Regions from separate parts of the Oryctolagus cuniculus genome. Here region 1 is linked to region 2. The links are chromatin contacts, called in public Hi-C maps. All regions are on one chromosome and are shown on one strand. The core of a region is the stretch at or near the end of the contact, and the rest is flanking DNA. Distances in the headings are between cores, read along the strand shown. Region 1 has its middle 36 kb from the start of CCDC190. Region 2 holds the start of RGS4 (regulator of G protein signaling 4).

What was found. Hi-C and Micro-C count contacts between places; a contact is called where the count stands out from the background.
Region 1: a contact with region 2 is called in a Hi-C map of skin fibroblasts, with 3 times the contacts expected there. The contact joins the enhancer-like site here to the promoter of RGS4 in region 2. A contact is called at or near these places in 5 of 6 Hi-C or Micro-C datasets (ear pinna, embryonic fibroblasts, psoas muscle and 2 more).

What each region holds. Positions count from the first base shown.
Region 1 is chr7:35,810,193-35,813,163 of mOryCun1.1, reverse strand. No RefSeq gene overlaps it. Among named protein-coding and RNA genes, the nearest start is that of CCDC190, 36 kb to the left of the region's middle. Within about 2 kb of position 1,508, at least 2 of the 8 cell types and tissues checked have an H3K27ac peak or open chromatin away from gene starts, as enhancers often do.
Region 2 is chr7:35,612,788-35,615,873 of mOryCun1.1, reverse strand. RGS4 (regulator of G protein signaling 4) reads left to right here and starts at 1,494. Exons shown (of 5, transcript NM_001082214.1): 1 at 1,494-1,657. The coding sequence starts at 1,614.

The DNA of each region.
Region 1 (2,971 bases), core at 259-2,758, 200 kb before region 2:
CTGTGGCCATCTACTTGAGTAGTCATACACCAAGAGAAATGCCAAGACATTTATAGAAGTTTGAGCACAGAATCTGAACAGAGATACATACGCAGGAACAGGAAGTGGCTTTATGCCCCAGCCCCATTCGACTGGACACATGAAAACCTCATAGTAAATGGAATCATGGCTCATGTCTGTCTCATAGTGGGTCCTCTGAATCCATGAACCCACCTGACAGTATTTATCTGGTCTCCAAATATATAATAAGAATGGACATATTTGTAGCATGCAGAACTCTCGTACCTGTTTATTAACCTGTGGGGTAACAGCTAACATGGTAAGGATGGATGAAGGTTATATGAAAGCGTCTGAAATTCCTTCAATCCCACTCACTCCTGGTCAAGACAGTATAACGAAACTGTATTGTATTCCAGGAGGGATGGCCAAGCTGAGTATTCCTCTAAGATATAAAGAGTTCGTGGGTGGTGGTATCTCTTATATCACCAGTTAATTAATCTATCTGCTCTCTGATGGATCCAAATAGGTCACAGTAGAATTCCTCCAACTGAGCTTAATTGCATCTGCTCTGCTGGAGCAGATTAACACAACTTCAGGTACACTACCTGTTGCCATTGATCTGACAAATGTATTCCCTTCATCTCGATTAGAAAGTAGAATCAGAAACCATTAATAGTCACCCACAGTAGAAAATAGTATATATTCATGATCTTGTTTCAAGGTCATGTTAGCTGTACTCCCCTCAGATATAACACAGCCCAAATGGATCTGGAGTTCATAGTATTAATGCCATTTTGTGAATCATATTGGGCCAACAAGAAGTGGAAAGTATGACAAGGGCCTTGGTGATAATGTGCTCCAGAATGAGGGATGCAGGAAATTCGGGTCTGCCCTAATTGGGAAGTTTCTCCAGGAGTCAAGGGGCCTGGGCATGGTAAGATGGCCTCTCCAGGGGAAGGGCAAAATTGCATCTTACATCTTCCAAGCAAGTACTACACTTGGAAACCGCTTCACGTTGGAAGTAGCATATGCCATCCTTGAGGATGGTGCCATGCCCTGTTTACCAAGTGAAAGGGGAGATGGTCAGCTTTGAGTGGAGCCCTAAGCAGGAAAAGGCTCTGCACAAATCCTGGATGCAAGATCAAGCAGCCCTCCCACTGGGCTGTGTGATCTGATGAGCTCTGTAGTGCTTGAAGTATCTGTGGTTGAAAAACATGCAGTGTGTGAAGTTTAAATCAACCTTCAATAGGAGAATCATGACATAGACCCTCAGGGTTTAGACAAACAGTGAAGCCATTTGCAGCAAAGAATTAGACACCATTTTAAATGTAGCTCTTCAGGCTCTTGGACCTGGGGAAAGATGGAACATCTGACCATGAGATGTCAAGTGATCATGAAGACAGAATGGGGTTTTGTCAGACCTACTGAATCATAAGGTTGGATGAATTAAAGAGCAATCCGTTTTTGAATGTAAGTGATACATCCGCAGTTGCACATCAGTAAAGACAGAGGGCACAAGTGGGCTGCTTCAGAGAGTAGACTGCCACACCCCCTGCTGCTGTTGCACTGTTCATCTTCCTCAGCTCGCGCTTATGAACACTTTGAAGGAAAGGAGTGGTTTATTTTCAGTTGGCAGACGATAATAAAGGAAGAGCTTGATTCATGAATGTTGTACTGTACTGAACACACACACACACACACACAAGGACTTCAACAACTTCATGGAAAATAGAATTAAAAGGTAACTTTGAAATCCATGCAAAAAATTTGAAATATATAATAATTTTAATACACATTTTCTTTGAACTTTCTGCATATATATATATGTATATATATTTGTGTGTGTATGAACATGTAAATTTAACTTGTGTAAGGGTCTTTGTAGATGTAATTAACGATGTCAAGATGAGATCATATAGGATTATCCTTGTGGGTTTTAAATCCAAAGACATGTGTCCCTATAAGAGACGAAGGAGGAGAAGACAGAGACCTCAGGTGAGAAGGCAGTTGGAAGAGGGACGCAGATATTGGAATGATAAACCCACAAAGGAATGCCAAGGATGGTTAGCAGCTACCAGATGCGACAGAGAGAGATATGGAAGGGATTCTCCCTCAGAACCTCCAAAGGAACCCCTGATGACATCTTGTTATTTGATTTTTGGACTCCAAATTTGTGAGAGCATAATTTTCCATTTTCCTAAACCACTGAGCTTGTGGTAATTTGTCATGGCAGTCATAGACAGGACACTGATACAGATGAGTGAGCTCAGTGGTTTGGATATGGTTCAAGCTTCATGCATTGGGAGTTGTGGTATTGTCGACGTGGTGCAACCTTTAAGAGGTGAGGCCTAGGGGAAGGGGATTAGGGCATTGGAGTGCTGCCCTTGGAGGGGCTATGTGTAGTTCTCATGGGAGTCTGGCTAGTTCACACAAAAGTGAGCAGACCCCCTGAACTTCTCCTTCTTCCTGTTTCCCATGTAATTGATCTCACACACCCATCCACCATGTTGTATTGTAGTCAGGGCCCTCATCAGAGACTGAACTGATGGAGTTACTTGAGGTTGGACTTCTACCTTCCACAATTGTGAGCCAAATCAATCTCTTTCTTTACACACTATCTAATCTCAGGTATTTTATTAGAGCAACAGAAAATGTTCTATCACACTTAGTATGGGGTATAAGCAGAAAATTGAGTGTGGCTATATAGTAGTAGAATGGCCCTGAAAGTTTAATGGGAAAAATTCCTCTAAGGGGACAGAGCTTCAGACGATGCACCTGATTACCCCATTTGTGTCAGAAAAGTGGCCCATAGTAAGACTGAAAAAAACTCTGAGCAGTGGAATATGACTTGGTTTGTTGGTCATGCTTGTCCAAGTGCTTGCTTGTGCTGTCTGGTCTGGATTGGAAGGCAAAAAAGAAGAATGGGAGTGATGAAGTCCTTAGTAGAAGCATGTGAATAGGTAATTAAGCA
Region 2 (3,086 bases), core at 245-2,744:
GCATGAAGGCCAAAGCTTTTTCCTACCATCTAAATGCATCCTCTGAAGATTATAGTCCTTAGCCTTTTTATGTTTGTTTACCATCTCTTTGCTAGCTGGGGAGGGGGAGTGGAGGCAGCTTGAGATTTTCAAGGGCATGAATGGGGGAAGGGGGACATACAGGTACAGCTCTTTTCCATTTTGCATTCTGTCTTCGCACTCTCTTTGCATTCTACTGGCTCCCATCTATTTTTCATCTTTCCCACCTGAACTACTTGATATCTCTGTTTCTTCTAAGTAAAGCACAGCTCCCTGTAGCTTGCGGTCAGAAATCTACCTGCTTTCAAAATGAGAGCTGTCTGGGTCAGACTTGGTATTTAATTTCCCCCTTGTACTCACAGCTTTCAGATACAAAGAAGCACTCTCTGCAGTTCTAGTGTACATGAGCTATGATTGTAAGATACGAAACACCTGCATGATTCTTTAAAATATTCAGTCTATGATATTACATGCAAAAGATACTAATAGTCTCGGTGTTCAGAAGTACCTGCAGGGCAGAATATTCTTATGCTAACCCTGAAGCCAGGTAATAGGCAAAGCAAACCATATTTTTCTGCCTGCCTGCTCTCTGGAGCATTTCTCTTTCTCTGTCTTTCCTTCTCTCCCTCCCTTTCTTCCTCTTGAAATACCAATTTAGAAGCTTAGAATTACATAAGACATGAACACAGTTGCTAACAAGAATCAGTATCTATATTTATTCATCTCCTTGCTGCCCTGGACCTCAGGCTGCTATTTGAGGCTTTTTGCAGGAGGCAAGCATGTACAGGAGAAATTGTCAGTGCTGGGCTGAATTCTGTTCTTAATAAGAATTGGAGCAAAGTATTCTACAGTCAGTTTGATGACAGATGCAGCAAATCTATTTCTCCTGGGCCAGCTTTTCTATGCTGCCAGGCATATTCCTGTCTGCCATTTAGCTATTTCTCCCCACACCTCCGTGTGTCTTGCAATGGAGAAATCATCTCTCGGAGACGATGATCCTCCCACCTGCCTTTTGGAAATCGAGCAGGTCAAATATTGGGTCACATACAATGTGATGTTTCTCATCCAAAAGAGAAAGTGTGTTGAGATTCAACCCCCAAAGTGTGCCTTAGAATTCCTACTGGCACCTTTCCGTTCCGGAGGCAATGTTGTCCCTGATACTGTTTTTACAGACAAAAGAATAAACTCCCATATTTTCCAACACTGTAGACTTTTATTTTTCCCGTCTCTAGAAGTTAAAAATCACAGACATTTGTAGAGATATTGAGTCACTTTTTTCATGTATGTCTATTTTGGAAGAGGATTTTCCCAGCTTGTCCATTTTGCATGGCTGATGCGTAAGTCCTTTCTTCCTCCTGCCTTCCAGGGGCTGGAGAGGCAGAGGAGACAGGCGCTGGTACCGCAGAGCTGTTATCTGATTGGCTCGTCGCTCGTGGCCGGGCTATAAAAGAGACCCCTACAGGCCTGGAAAGGAGAAGCTCAGGATTCTGGCAGCATCTTTGCAGGAGTGAAACCGAAGCTTGAGCAAAACAGAGGCCACAGCTCCTCCTGCTGCGTTTCTTTCCTCCTCGGCGAATCCCACGCTGTTAGACAAGATGTGCAAAGGGCTTGCAGGTCTGCCGGCTTCCTGCTTGAGGAGGTAAGATTGTTTTCAGCTACTAACTACGTTCAACTTTTGGACAGACTTTCTCAGTTACTTGCTAGTTGTGTTTACTAACCTGGTTCTTTGGAGTAGCAGTCTGATCAGGGGAGAATATTTCCCTGGATTTTCTCCAAGAATAACTTGATTTGTGACTTAAGAACTGTGCTTCCCAAATTCTGATATTAGTGTGTTGTTTCATGTGACCTCAGTTTTGAAAACTGTTGTGATCTTTTAGCCAAGTCCTCTAACTAAGCTAGTGCTGATTAAGAATCATATGAGGTGTTGACTCTACTTGCTGTATCTGTGATCACCTCCATTATGTGAGCATACCTGGATAATTGCAAGCACTGTGACTCTCTGAAATTCATTTAGGGGAGGACACCTCGGAATGAACTTGTGCTACATCATCAGAAAGCCACAATGCTTTCTGTTGGGGCTACAGTATCGTTCTATATTCTCATAAACAAATGTCACAATGAAATAGTTTCTATGCTACATGTCTCTTTTTTTCTCTGTTCTTATCTCTCATTCTTAAAGTGTCTTATGTGAGTGGTAGTTAAGGAGTATTGATTATAACAAGTCATCTGAGGGTTCTGTAGAAGAGCTCATCCTAAAGAGATTGTTTTGTCAATATAAAAACAAAGACTTAAAAATATATAGCTACTCTTCTGTCTTTTTAAATAGGCGTAAGTAGATGATTTCAGAAAATGCTAGATATTCATCAGTTGAAAGTAAAATACAAAATGAGAGCGTATTACATCACTTAATCTTGCAGCTAAAGGTAAAAAGTCAATCTGCAAGTGTACTACCTCTTTTCTTGTCTCCCTGCAAAGAACAATCACCTTACATTTCAATTTGGAGTTAATTCCAAGAAGCATAATCTTTTGTGTGTTTTGAAGCCATTTGCCTTTCATTCAGAAGCAGGACAGTATTGATATATTCTCCGTAATGAAGCAGGAGGTTCTGGTAGAGAGTACTGATGGGATAAATACCTCTCACCTTCACCATTAATTTCCTAACTGGATAGAGCAAGACCATCCACGCTTCAGTTAAATCACATATAAAATTAATCATGCAAAATGCAGAAGTGTCAGGGAAAAGTTATGCTCCAGTAAATATTTAGTGATTCATAGATGGGAGATTGTGCTAGAGGTCTGCCCTTGAGGCACTGAGCAACTGATTGAGAAGGTTAAGCTCACAGTCAGTAGGTAGCTGTTCTTCCCCTCCTCACAGGGGAAACGTCAATCATCTAGTCCAGCACTTTCTCCAGCAGTGCCCGAGCTTCCGGAGGGACTTCCCACTGCCCGGGGTGTGTGAGTGAAGATCACATCCAGTTCCTCATTCCAGTGACTTCTGAAGTGATTTTCGTTTTTATTTGTACTGTTTTATTACGTTAAAAGGATACTTTCTGTGCATACTCTCAACT